Regions from separate parts of the Ovis aries genome. Here region 1 is linked to region 2. The links are chromatin contacts, called in public Hi-C maps. All regions are on one chromosome and are shown on one strand. The core of a region is the stretch at or near the end of the contact, and the rest is flanking DNA. Distances in the headings are between cores, read along the strand shown.

Region 1 (6,469 bases), core at 3,437-5,936, 430 kb before region 2:
TTGAATGTCCAATATTGACATAAAAATGATGCTGTTGACTCTGCCAAGTAGAGCATGGGCTTTGGGGCAGGTCTTCAGATTGCGATTAGGTGAACTAATATGTAGTTACTCTCACTCTAATTCTGTGTTCTAACTTTGCAATCTGAAGAAAAAGCATGGGTAGTTAATATGTATTTCTTTTCCACAAAGGAAAAAAAAAAATGTTTAAAGCATTTGCAATCAAAGGAGAAAGTTGAGCAACATTTCTAGTGGTTTCTCTCAATGCAGATCCATTTAAATAAACTAATTTACTTGTTCAACAAATATTTGACTCCCTAGAAGATGGGAAGCCTTGGGATGTGATGACAAACTAGTTTATTTCATGAATTCAGACACCTGGAATGTTTCCAATACTTTTGTGTGTGTGTGTGTGTTTGTGTAGCACTCACTAATTTTTCTTAAAATAGACTTTATTTTTAAAAGCAGTTTTAGGTACACAGTAAAACTGAATAGAAAATACAGAGTTCCCTTATACTTCCTGCCCAACACATGCACAGTTCCCCACTGTCAACACCTTGCCCAGATTGGTATATTTGTTGTAGCTGATGAACCTATATTGACACATCACAGTCACCCAAAGTCCATGGTTTACATTAGGGTTCACTCTTGGTGTTGTACATTCTATGGTTTTTTGACAAATGTGTAATACATGTATCTACCATTATACAAAATAGTTTCACTGCCATAAAAATCCTCTGTGACCTGCCTCTGTTGCAGGAAGGGGGAACCCCCCCACCACCCGGCTCACTCCCTTCTGGCAATCACTGACATTTTTACTGTCTCCATAATTTTGCTTTTTCCAGAATGTTATATAGTTGCAATTCTACAGTATGTAGCCTTTTCAGACTGGCTTATTTTATTATACTTAATAACATGCATTTAAATTTCTCCATGTATTTTCATGACTTGATAATTAATTTCTTCTTAGCATGTAAAAATATTCCACCATATGGATGGACCAGACAATAGTCATCTACAGATGGACATCTTGGTTGCTTCCAACTTTTGGCGTGCATGCATTTGTGCTAAGTCACCTCAGTCATGTCCAGTTCTTTGCAACCCTATGGACTGTAGCCCACCAGGCTCCTCTGTCAACGGGATTCTCCAGGCAAGAATACTCGAGTGGGTTGCCATGCTCTTCTCCAGGGGATTTTCCCAACCCAGAGATCAAACCCACATCTCTTATGTCTCCTGCATTGGCAGGTGGGTTCTTTACCTGAGAAGTTTTGGCAATTAGGAATAAAGCTGCTATGAACATCTGCATGCAGGTTTTTGTATGAATATGTTTTCAGTTCATTTGATTAAACAAGGAGTGTGATTGCTGGATTGTATGGTTAAGAGTATGTTTACTTTTGTAAGTAAATGTCAAACTATCTTCCAATGTGATTGTATCAGTCATAATTTTTATTTTAAAAATTTTCAAATTTCTTGTGATTTTTTCATCATTGGTTAACTCATTTATAAGACACAAAATGGTAATTTTTCTCTGTGGAAATAATAATGCTCAATATAGAAAGTCAACAATATAAAAAGGTAGATTTAAAAAAGTGAATACATTTCATTTCTCAAAGACAAGTAGTTACAACTGATTGTCTGATGCACTTTTAGCCTTTTTTTCTGTAGGCAGAGCTTTTGTGTCATATTTTAAATATGATTTTTTTTAGAAATCTCAGTAAATATGAATTTTTTCTTAGACACAATCCAAATTAAGAATCCTGATTATTGAAAATGTTACAACTTTTAAAAATGTAAATGCACTTTTAAATATAGGCATTTGGGGCACAGTGTAACGATCAACTTGCCAAAGTTTGTTTCATTGCTCTAAGTTAACTTAAGTACCTATGTTCTCCCAGCCTCTGTTCTTGTCTTTTCTGGGACATAGAACTAGAACCAATATAATTTCATTTCAGTTGGAATCAGCTACAGTTATTTTGGTCTGGATTTGGTTCAAACCAAAAATGTGTTCCAACTACGTGGTTGAACTAGACATTTTAAATCCTTTTCTTGTTAAGGTTTTAAAACTAAACTATCCATGGCCATTAAATGACAGTCAAATGTGGGTTTTGTTTATCTCTAAAAACACTGCTCCTTAAAAATGTACATATTTAAATCACTAATGCTACTAAATTGCCACTGAAAAAAGTCAGAGGCCCTGAACTTGGTAGAATTGGTGTTCAAAGAGACAGGAGAGCCCTTTAGACAAGCAACCAAAACAATGTAAACTGCCAAAAGTAAGATCAGCGGACAGGGTTTTTACTAAACTTCTATGCTGCTATGCTACATGGAAGAAATTTATACTTTTATCATATATAAAGAATGTTGAAAGTGAAATAAAAGTGTTAGTCACTCATTTTTGTCCAACTCTTTGTGACCCCATTGACTGTAGCCAGCCAGGTTCCTCTGTCCCTGGAATTCTCAAGGCAAGAATACTGGAGTGGGTTGCCATGCCCTTCTCCAGAGGGTCTTCCCCACTTAGGGACTGAACACAGGTCTCATGTCTCCTGCGTTGGCAGGTGGGTTCTTACCACTAGCACCACCTGGGAAACCTATATAACCTTAGGATTACACATTCTGACGCTACTCCTTTAAAATTATCAACCAGGCTTGGACAGACTAAATTTAAATAGGCTAAAGTACAACACAGCAAATCTTCTATCTACTAGTTATATCCAATTAGAGGAGTTCTGTTAACTCTTAAGAATATTTGATTCTTTCACTTTTCTTTGGCTTCATTTTCCATGTCATTGATTTTAAAATCCTTCATTGTAAGGTTCCAAACAATTTGGATAAATGCAGAATAACACAAAATGCTTAAACTGACCAACTGATGTAGTTCATCATATCTTAACAGTACATTAATGGTAAGATGCAGCATTATTTTACGTACAACTAAGGAAAAAACACCAATTAATTGTAAAATGCCATTGACTGTGAGATCCATTTCAGAAATGTTAAAATGTATTCAAATGTTTCTTTTTAAGTCAGAATTAACTAAAATAGTGACATTTAAAAATTTTCACTTGTAGTGTTATTTCCATGCTAGTACACTATCGAGCTATAACTTTATCAACCAGTAACTCTCAACAATGAAGTCTGGTTTCTAAGTCTTGTTCTTTCTTACTGACTTTACCCAGGTAAAACAAAGGATACAGCAAATCCAGGATTGGTTCTCAACATAGACGTTAATTCAAACTCTTCTAAAGGTGTGCGTACACTCAGTCGCTAAGTCGTATACATCTTTTCTATCCCATGGATTGTAGCCTGCCAAAATCCTCTGTCCATGAGGTTTTCCAGGTAAGAATACTGGAGTAGGTTGCCATTTCCTTTTCCAGGAGATCTTTCTGACACAGGGTAACCCCTGTGTTCTGCATGCAAGTGGATTCTTTCTAACTGAGCCACCTGGGAAGCCCCTTTCTGATTGTAGTTTCTCATTTAATTGTAGATTGAGGTAGTTCATTCGATCAATATCAACTATATAAATAACAATGATAAACAACTTCTTTCCAAAATTGAAATCTATTCTGAAATCTCTCTAGGGAGTCATGGATTATGTAAAAGGAAATCATTTGAAATAATAAACACTTGTCTAAACATAAAACAGTGAAGAATCTACATAAACTCATCTAGGCTAAAGAAAGAGAAACGTTTAGTACTAGATTAAAACATCTCCCTGGACTGATTTAAATTAAGATAAACAGTAGGTTACCTTACTATCCAAAATGCCACATCTTTCCATTTTAGAGTGCTATCCTCCTGGGTAACTTAAAATCTTCTAGTAGCTAGCAGAATTTAAAAAACAGCAGCAAAGGCAGCGAAACAATTTTAATAAATTAACTCGTATCAAAAATATTCTTAAAATTTGAAATCAATATAAAATTAATGACATCAAGTGTATCACTTCATATTAGGTGTATGACTTACATTCGTAACACAACTCATTTAGTTCCTGCTATCCACATTTCAAGCGCGCAATAGCCCCTATGGCTATCATATTGGGCAGGAGTCTTAGAGGACTTCAGAATCAGCTAATCCTTTACATCCAGAGTTTGAGAATTTCTTGTATGTTACATACATGCTGCTTCTAAGGTGCTTAGAGATCTGTGAAGCAGAAGACTTCACTCTCGGTACGTTGTGATCCAAGGCTCGACAGCATTGAAAGTAGCAAGGGAGAAAGGCAATGGGACAGATCCGGACGCCCAGGAACGTGCCTTGGAAGGTCTGGGCCGCTCCGGGCAATGCCCGGCGCAGAGACTGCGGACACAGCTTTGGAAGTTGCACTGCGCGACAACTCGGGGCTGCCTGGAACCCCGGGCCTTTTCCTAGGACGCCCTGGCACACCAGAGCCGGACAAAGGGAAAGTGTCCTCGGAGCTGGACACAGGGTCGCGCTCCGCCGACAGAGGCGGCTGCCCGGGTCGCATTCGCCGGTCGCCGAGAGGTGGGCGGCGGCCGGCGGCTGGAGAGGAACACCCAGACTAGCCCTCCCAGGGGCGCGCTCACGACAGTGACGCCACCAGCGCGAGGGCGGCAGGGTGGGCGGAGAGGAGCGGCGCGCACCGCCCCTCGGAGGGCGGGACCGCGGTTTCGGAGGGCCGGGGCGGGGCGGGGTGCGCCGGGGAGTCGGGGCGCCAGCGGGCGGTTTCGATTAGTGCTCGGAGCTGCGACGGCAGAGCAAGGCGCGGAGCTGCGCTGCCCGGAGCCCGGCGCCAAGGCTGCGGGAAGGCGGCGGCGCAGGCGCGCGGGGTCCGGCAGGCGGCCGCGAAGAGGTGGAGAGGCGAGCGGGAGCGCGGGGCCACGGCCGACCTGACCACTGAGCCCGGCCACCGCAGCGCCGGCACCCGCGAGCGCGCCCGGGCCAGCGCGCGAGGGAGAGCGCGCGGGCGGGGGCGCGCAGGCCCTGCCCGCCCCTTCCGCCCCCACCCCCTCCGCCCCTTCCTCTCCCCACCTTTCTCTCCTCTTCTGCGCCCCCGCGCCGGGCGCCCACCCAGTCCTCCTCCTGCGGGAGCGCTGTCCGCTGCGGCGGCCGGATCGGGCCGGGCCGGGGGATGGCGCTGCTGGACCTGGCCCTGGAGGGAATGGCCGTCTTCGGGTTCGTCCTCTTCTTGGTGCTGTGGCTGATGCATTTCATGGCCATCATCTACACGTGAGTGAGGGGCAGCTGGAGGACCCGCGGCGGGGTCCAGGCCTCGGGGACAGGCGAGGGTAGGAGGAATTTCGCTTTGGAGGAGATTGGGCTCGGATGGGGGTGGAGACAGCCAATTTTCAGACTCTCCCTCCCAGTCTCTCTAGCCTTGGATCAGCTGGGCCGGGGGGTTCATTGGAAGAGAGAAGTGACCAGTGAGGGGGTGGCTGGGCGGCAGGCGACTTCACAGCCAGCGGAAAGAGACTGTACTCTTTTTATGTGTAGGGCGGAGGGTTGCTTGCTTGGTTTGATTGTGCTATGGATTCGTGTGGTTTTTCATCTGGGCCAAGATGTATGGTGTATTGTGAGGTTTTTTTCCCTCTCTCGACCTGGGCCACGTTTCTATTATGATGGTGATCATTTCCACTCTTCTGGGAGCTGCACGCAGCCACCTGGAGACCTCCCTGTGGATTTTCTTCTTCCTGGATAAGCTTTCTGTCCTTAGATAGATGTGAAGCACCTGTCCATCTTGAAAAACGTCCACCAAACCTCTGAACTGGTGGTGTAACCTTAAGTCACGTCAGCTTGTACATTTCAGTGTGGCTACCCCCCACCCCCCAATTCCTTATATTTTGTCTTTAGATTGGGTCCGCCCCGCCCCCCAGGCACATACCTTTTCATTAGATACCATTCATTGAAGACACAGTATCAAGCACGACAGAATTCCTGTCCTCATAGAGCTTACATTCCAGAAGGGAGAGACATAATTAAAATCCGAATAAGGTTATTTCAGATAGTGATAAAGACTATGAAATAAAATAAAATCGGGTAATGGGATGAGTATGACATAGGGTGTGTAACTATTTTTGATATTTTAATTGTTTGACTGTCTTTAAAATGGAAAAAGTCTTTGTAAGGAGATGAAAGAATTGACACAGCCCATTACTCTTGGATTCACTAGACTTTTAGCTGGAAAAAAAAAAAAAAAAAAGATTGTGCATAGTTATCTTTACCACCATTTAGAATAGGGTATATGTTAGTAGAGAGAAGACTTTAAGAAATTACTTAACAGTTTTTCTTTCCCTTTCACTGCAGAAAAAGTACTTCTTCCTTTTAGAAATGCTGCATTTTATTAGTGTAGTGTAGCATTTCCTGGTAGTGGAGAAAGATGCTACTGATACATGGTAAATGCATGATGGTATTTCTTTGAAGATGAAGGAAAAATGCTTCTTGGATACTGTTTTTAGGTTTTGGAGTTTGTGAGCTGTAGGCAGTGAACATTCTGGAGTTCATTTTAAATATATAAGTT
Region 2 (7,141 bases), core at 3,211-5,710:
ACAAATTACATTTCTGGTAAGACCAAAGCAATGCTCACTTTAAATATCCCTTCCTTCATAGGCCCCTACTGAAACACCAAAAGGGATTCAAAATATAAGCCTGCAGTTTCTAGTCTATGAGTATTCACTTTCAAATGAGAAATTGACCTAAGGATCTACCAAAATAAATAAATAAATAAATGTATATCCCACCAAAAGTGGCTTCTCCATTTATTTTCAACTCATAAAATATATTCAAAGTTTGTTAAAGCAAGCTAACACCATTCAACTTCAAAAGACAGTATAAGCAGTAGTTCCCAATTAAGCTAATCTTGAGCAACCTATTGTTAATCTAAAACGCTGTTCACCATATGTATGCTTGTATCTTAAGATCTTTTAAGAATATGAGCACCACCATCAGATCTAATACAAATGCAGAAGTATTGAAATTGTTAGCAAGAGATGATGGACAGAAAGCAGAAGAACAGCTTTACATAAAATACATGCAATGTACACAGGAACTATTTCTATTTTTTACAGTCATCTGAACTGTTAGTGGCCTTTAGAACTAGATTTTCAATTCAGGTATATCAAATGTCAAATTGCTAAAAGAAATCTTAAACTTCCATCTATATTTTAAAAGTCTCATATTAACGAACTTGATTTTTATTTCAGAATCCAATAAATGAAACGACTTTGATAAAACTGAAATGACTTGTAACTTGGAAGACTCATTATTGTAAAATATTAATTATGCAGCTTTCCTGCTGTTCATCTTGTAGACAAGTACCCTCCTCATTACTGGCAGTGAGGTAAAAATAAAAAAAGAAAAGTCTGGTTTTGGAACCACAAAGACATGGGTTTGAACTCTGAGGCACCATGCCTTAAACATAAACTTTCTGAACCTATTTTTCATCTCTAAAATTGGAATATTAATACCTAATTTGAATGAACATTTTAATGATTAGTGAGATATATGTAAAGCAGCTTGCATATAATAGGAACTGAAGAAACTTTAGCTGCTATTTTTATTTTATTACTCAGAAATGTATCCAAGAGAAGATAAATGGAAGGACATGACAGGAAAATAAATCAGAGCCAAGGTTACATGTAACTGTTAAAACAAGACAAAAACAAACAAATACACTGACAGTTCAAGTGAAACTTTTTGTTCACATTTTATAGAAACAAGATAATATTGTCACCACTCTTTATACATACATAAAACCTACAGGTATACTAATGGTGGAGCTAAATAAAGACAAAAGATTATTACCATACGGAAAAACAGGTAATTTTATGAACAGGTGAGATGATTTCACCACTGGAAAAAAAATGCCAAAACTAAGATTTTTAAATGCTTATGGAAGGATATTAAAAGATTCCTACCTTTAAACCGACTGCTATAAGATCTGTAACAACACTGTATGGAAAAAGTAAAAAGAGAAAATGGAAAACAAAGTTAGAAACAAGTTTTTAAAAGACAGAGATAAGATAAAGAAAAAAGAAAAAGCATTATAATAAATAATAAAAATAAGAATGTGACAAGTTGTGAAATGTTAATACAAAGAAAAGCGATGGGACAGTCTAGCCAACAGAGTGTAAAAGCAAAGCTTTAACAGCCAATGTAAGAAACAAATAATAAATCAAATTCTTTTTCAGTATTTAGAAAAATAATTGTTTCAATAAATGAAAATGGGTTTATCCATTTACCTCTATTTAACAAATCCAGCCAAGCCTTATAATCACCAAAGTTCATTCTTTTAAATCACTGGCATGAGTAACCATACTTAAAGTTTTACCTGAAACAAAACCAGTGAGTGGATTTTATAGAAATAGAAAATATCTTGAAAATTTGCATCCACCACCCAAATGGCTCACCAAAATATAACTAAGACAGCCTTAGAACTAAAATAATTACAAACGTCAGCCTTCAGACATCAAAACTGTCAAAGATTTGCTTTTGAAAGAGTCCTACCGAATCATATCTGTGATCAAATTACCTCAAAGAGAAATGAACATACACACACATACACACACAGGGCAGCTGGCCTCTGAGGTGGAACTAGGAAGATATGTTGACTGGAGGTTTGCTGGTTTCTTAACTATCCAAAATAATGAAAAAGGACCTTTTTTCAGGCTATGGAAAAATGTAGAAATTTAATTAGCCTCCTGAAAGTATAAATTCACTGAGTTAAAAACCATATCCCTTAACATCAAGATGTAAAAAACCCTATATAGTTCTGCCAAACAAAAATCCATCTCTTCTAACCCAAAAGAAACTGTTTTCAATTAAGTTTGTCTCAATATCTTCTAAAAGAAAGCTCTAATAAAATTCTATATATTGTTAATAACCTATATCATTATTTAATAGAAGTAAACAAATTTATATTTGTCTAATGATGCAAATTTGTTTTAAACAATAACGATATAGATTAAAATTTTTTCTTATACACTTTGGAAACTCGAATTTGTTTTAAATTTAAATGTGATATCTCTGACATCTGTGGATAAAAAATTAGATTGTGTAAGGTATACCACAGTATTGGTCCGGATGCAAAGAGCATGCTCCTACTTGAACTCCCAAATGAACTTACCTTTCAGTATTTCTTATTGCCTCATATACTTAAACCAATAAACTCATTTTCAGTTTTCAAACCACATTTAGGAGGAAGAAAAAGTTAATTTCTTAAACACTACCCAAAAGAGTAAGTGTGCACTTCACAATTGCTCAAGAGTTTAACAGCGAAGATGCATAATCCAAGAGTCCTCTTTATAACACTGTAAAGTTTCCAATACAAAAAGCTAGGCTGCTTCCACGTCTCACGTTAAACCACTAGTCAAGACAATTCACTACACATAATGAAAATACCACTTTCACAGCCTTGCTCAAATGAAATACTGGCATACTCACACAAATAATTAAGATAGCAAAATTTTGCACTCATAGAAAGTGCAGTTGAAAAAAGGTGATGTAAAACGAGTTTTTAACAGTGCTCTCAGAAAAGCTTCAGTTAAACAATAAAAACAGCTTCAATTAAATCTTAAAAATACTTTAAAGGACATCACAATAAGCGAAATCTAAAATTGCATTTTGTCTAACGTCTGTAATACTGTGCAATCTGCATTCAAATATATTTATAGATTTATAAAACTAGGATAAATGAAATCTAATGAAGGCAAAAATTGTTCGAAGATCCTTTTACACAGGAAGATCTTTACACAGCACGACAACAATCAACTATATGGCAACATATACGTGATTTTACTGTACAAGCAAGTTCCATATATTCTACAACCAAGAGGTTTACAGAAATCTTGCCATCAAAATCGAGTAACAGGCCAACCAAAATCTCAAGTGCATAATGAAAATAAGTAAGTGGATCTGCAGGCTCTAAGAGAGCAGGAGATTTTTTTTTTTAACCTTGACAGACATATACTAGGATCTTCAACTAATTCACTAAGATCTAACCTAGTTATTTTCTTAATCATTCAAATATTGGTTTGGTCCCACCCAAGGAGTCCCCAGAGAAATATTTACACCGATGATCCTACATCTTTACTTTAGCCACAGATTTCATTCACTTTTAGAGCGTTTCAAACCGCCTGGAAAATCGCACTTTTTTTTTCTGCATACAGCGCAGGGAATTCACGAAGTTCCTTGGGGGCGGAGGTGGGGTTGGTAAAGGGACGCATCCCTGTTCACCGAGTCCAGACTCCCGGAGTACCGTAATCGTAACAAGCTCCCAGCACAAGCCCGGAGACCGCGTGGGGCCCCGGCTCCGGGACCGGGTCGCCGCCCAGACGTTTACCGGCGCGTGCCCTCGCCGTCCGCCACTCCGCGGCCACTCGTCTCCCCGCCAGGGGAAGCTCCAGCGCTCGCCCCACCTCACCGGTAAACACCAACTCCCCGAGCGGGAGGACGCCCGCCCCGAGCGCCGCCTCCGCCTCCCCCAGCGCCGCGCACCATTTTCTGAGAGGAAGTGTCGGGAGGCCGGGCCGGGCTCCCTCGACTCTCGGGCGGAGGGCGGACCTCGGAACCCGGGTCTGCCCCGGGCTTTCCGCCGCTTCCCGGGGCGAGGGTGTACAGAGGCGGCAGGACGGGGTAGGGGGGCGCCCCGAGGGGGAAAGAGAGGCTGCGGCGGACCGCCTCTCCGCGATGCGTGGCTCCCCAAAGGAGGCACCCGGAAGCCCCGCCGTCGGGCTCTGCCGGGGCCGCTCCTCTGGTCGCCGGCGCCGCGCCCGGCTTCCCAGCTCCGGCGCGTCCGGCCGAGAGCTGCGGAAAAGAGGACGAGCGCAGCCCGGTGACCGCCGCGCCGCCGAGCACTTACCCATCCATGGCCCAGACGGAGGCGAGCACAGTGCGGGGACTGACGGGCTCACCGCGAGCGGAGGAAGGAGGCGGCGGCAACAGGGCGGCTCCGGGAACCGGCAAACGGCGCCTCTCCTGAGCCCCGGCCGGTCGGAGGTGGAGAGAGAGTGGGAAACAGGGGCGGAGACCAGGGACGCTCCCGCCACCGCCGCGCCCCCGCCTTCCCCACCCCCCGAGCGCGTCCCCGCCTCGCCTCACCCCGCCCCTCAGCGTCGACGCCCTCCCTGGGCCCCGCCCTCAGCCGCTCTCCGGCTCGGCTCCAGGGCGCCCTCTTCCTGCTGCCTCCCTAGAGACCCCGCCTCCGGGTGCCCCGCCCCGGCGCGCGCCCCCCGCCCCCGCCGGCCTCCTTGCTCGCGGGAGCGCGCGCCTTGTGCTTCCCGCTTCGCCGCCCCCACCCCCCCCCCCACACCCCGCCCCGCGCCCCCGCGGGCTTCGCCTGCCTTCCGCCTCCTCCGCCCGGGGGCTCCCTAGCTTGGACACCTCCCTGTACCAGCGGGAAAAACGTTGGGGACCCGACTCCGGACAGTAGGTAGGAGTGTCCCGCGAGAGCCCCAGAACCGCCGCGAAATTGCCCCGGGTGGGCGAGACTGTCGGCTCGGCCCCGAGCACCGAGGCCAGGCGCCGTCTGTGGGCTTCCCCCGGCCTGGCAGCCCAGGGAAGCGCCGGTCGCCCGCCCGGTGACCCGCACCGGCTCGGTAGGTGAGGTTGGGATGAAGATGAAAGAGGTGAATGAGATTACCCCGAACTTGAGAATATACAGCTTTATTCTCTGAGTGCTCTTCCACTCAGTCTGGCATTGAATTTACAGGAAACATTCATTGCACTGTATGGAATGGCCACTATATTGGTAGCATTTTATAAAAGTTTCCACATTTTCCCTATTAAAAAAAAAACAACAACAACAGAAACCTATGAAAGAGTGCTTATTCTCGTTTTTCAGATGAAAATTTAGACGAGTGATTTGCCGACAGTTTGACACCCACAGAAACCCTTTCCTTTTAGTCTGAGCAAAATTATAAGAATATAAGTAGTGGCAACTCGGTTTTTTTCCCCTCATATTCTGTTTGGTTCTGAAATTGAATGATTTTTCGATTCACAGATCGCCCAAGACGTGAGCCACTGAACACTGTCCTCCACCAAATTCTTAACTTCCTGGGTAGAAAGAGGGGACAGCTCCTTCTCAGCCTCATTCGAAAAGCCAGTAACTACAAGCTCCATCATCTATCCTTGCTACTATCCTGCTTTTTAAAAAGTGGGTGCTACTGAAAAGACTTAAACTGTTGATTCACCCATCTTTTCAGTCAATATTTGTTGCTTACTATTTGCCAAGCACTGCAGGGCTGACCAAGAAAATCAGGTTCCAGTCTTGACGGTTGCTGCATTCCTCCCTTAGTTTATTATTTGTTTGTTGACAAAACACAATTTTTGAATACCTCAGGTATCTTATTAAGAAAGATCATTTTAAAAATACTGTTATCTAACCTAAATCGCACTTTTCAAAAGGTCAAATATGCTTTGATTCTTATGTTAAATCTAAATATGAAGTTGCAGTTGTAAACATTGCCACCCTACTTTGCCAGATGGGTATTAAAAATACCAGCAAGATAAGTAGCTGATGAGGTCTTCCTGTTGTTTGGGGAATATATTCTGTTGATAAAATTGCCTCAATTTTTTTTTAAGCTATGCAAGTAGTAATATACATACATGCTCATTTTGGAAAATTCAAAACAACTTTAAATATAAAAAGGTATTATTTCTCTTCACAAGCTACCCCCTTGCCCATGATAGCCACTTAACAGTTGTGCACCTTCCAACACCCTCACCATTTTTTCCTCTTTTCACTTAAAAATCTACTTAATTCTTTTTAATACTATTATTTCATGTGCCATAATTTTATTTAACCTTTTCCAAAATAGTGGAAATTTACATTGTTTCTAATTATTCAAAATAATTAACAGTACTGCAAAGAACATCATATATGTATGAGCATCTTTGCTTGTATGTGATTATATCAAGGAATAGATTCCTAGAAACAGAATTGGAGGACAAAAGGCATAAGCATTCTCAGATTTCATAAATATTGACAAAATGATTCCCAAAAGCGGAACCAATTTATACTTTTAGAAGTTGTATTTCTCTTAGCCAGTGCCTTATGATAGCTGACAGATTTCAGTATTAAAAAATAAATGTGAAGTCTGTCTCACACTCACTGTCCATAGTACCAAAAATAACTTTGAAAGGTCTCCAGTGTAAAGTGTACCTGACTGAAATGAACAGAACTGTATGGCGTTTCCTAAACCAGTCACATCCAGTTGTGCAACAGAAGCCTAGATAGTAAGAAGACAACTCAGGACAGAACACAAGGTGAAACCCTGGCCCCTCCCCTGCCTCTTGGCCATAAGTTTCAAAGATTTTTCATGGATTGAACGCCATAGGTTTGTGAGTTTCTCTGATTCAGAAACAATATATAGAATAGAATTTAGTTCTTCTATGACCACTTTTAGAATACTAGCTATTCCTATAATACGTATGGCATTAGAAAGCTGTGGCCTATAATATCAGCGTAAGTTTCTGAGTTTCTGGAACGATCAGATAATCACCCACGTGACCTGCCTTGACATAAAGAGCTATATGTTCTGTATACTGGATTCCTGATGATAACACAGTCTTTATTTGCTAATTGCTCTTTACTTTTGAAAAGTAAGACAGTTAAAATAATTTAGTTTAAATTTTCTAACACTTTACCTTCTTTTGTTTTTATTCTAATTTTTATTGTAAGAAATTGCCCTG

Evidence for each region. Hi-C and Micro-C count contacts between places; a contact is called where the count stands out from the background.
Region 1: a Hi-C map of muscle shows a contact between it and region 2, with 3 times the contacts expected there. The contact joins the promoter of UGCG here to the promoter of PTBP3 in region 2. A contact is called at or near these places in 2 of 16 Hi-C or Micro-C datasets (muscle and skin fibroblasts).

Annotation. Positions count from the first base shown.
Region 1 is chr2:11,653,399-11,659,867 of ARS-UI_Ramb_v3.0, reverse strand. It overlaps UGCG (UDP-glucose ceramide glucosyltransferase), which reads left to right and starts at 4,686. Exons shown (of 9, transcript XM_004004013.5): 1 at 4,686-5,181. The coding sequence starts at 5,084.
Region 2 is chr2:11,219,499-11,226,639 of ARS-UI_Ramb_v3.0, reverse strand. PTBP3 (polypyrimidine tract binding protein 3) reads right to left here and starts at 4,460. Exons shown (of 15, transcript XM_060408912.1): 1 at 4,311-4,460. LOC114112783 (a long non-coding RNA gene) reads left to right here and starts at 4,786. Exons shown (of 2, transcript XR_006058562.1): 1 at 4,786-5,046; 2 at 5,451-7,141.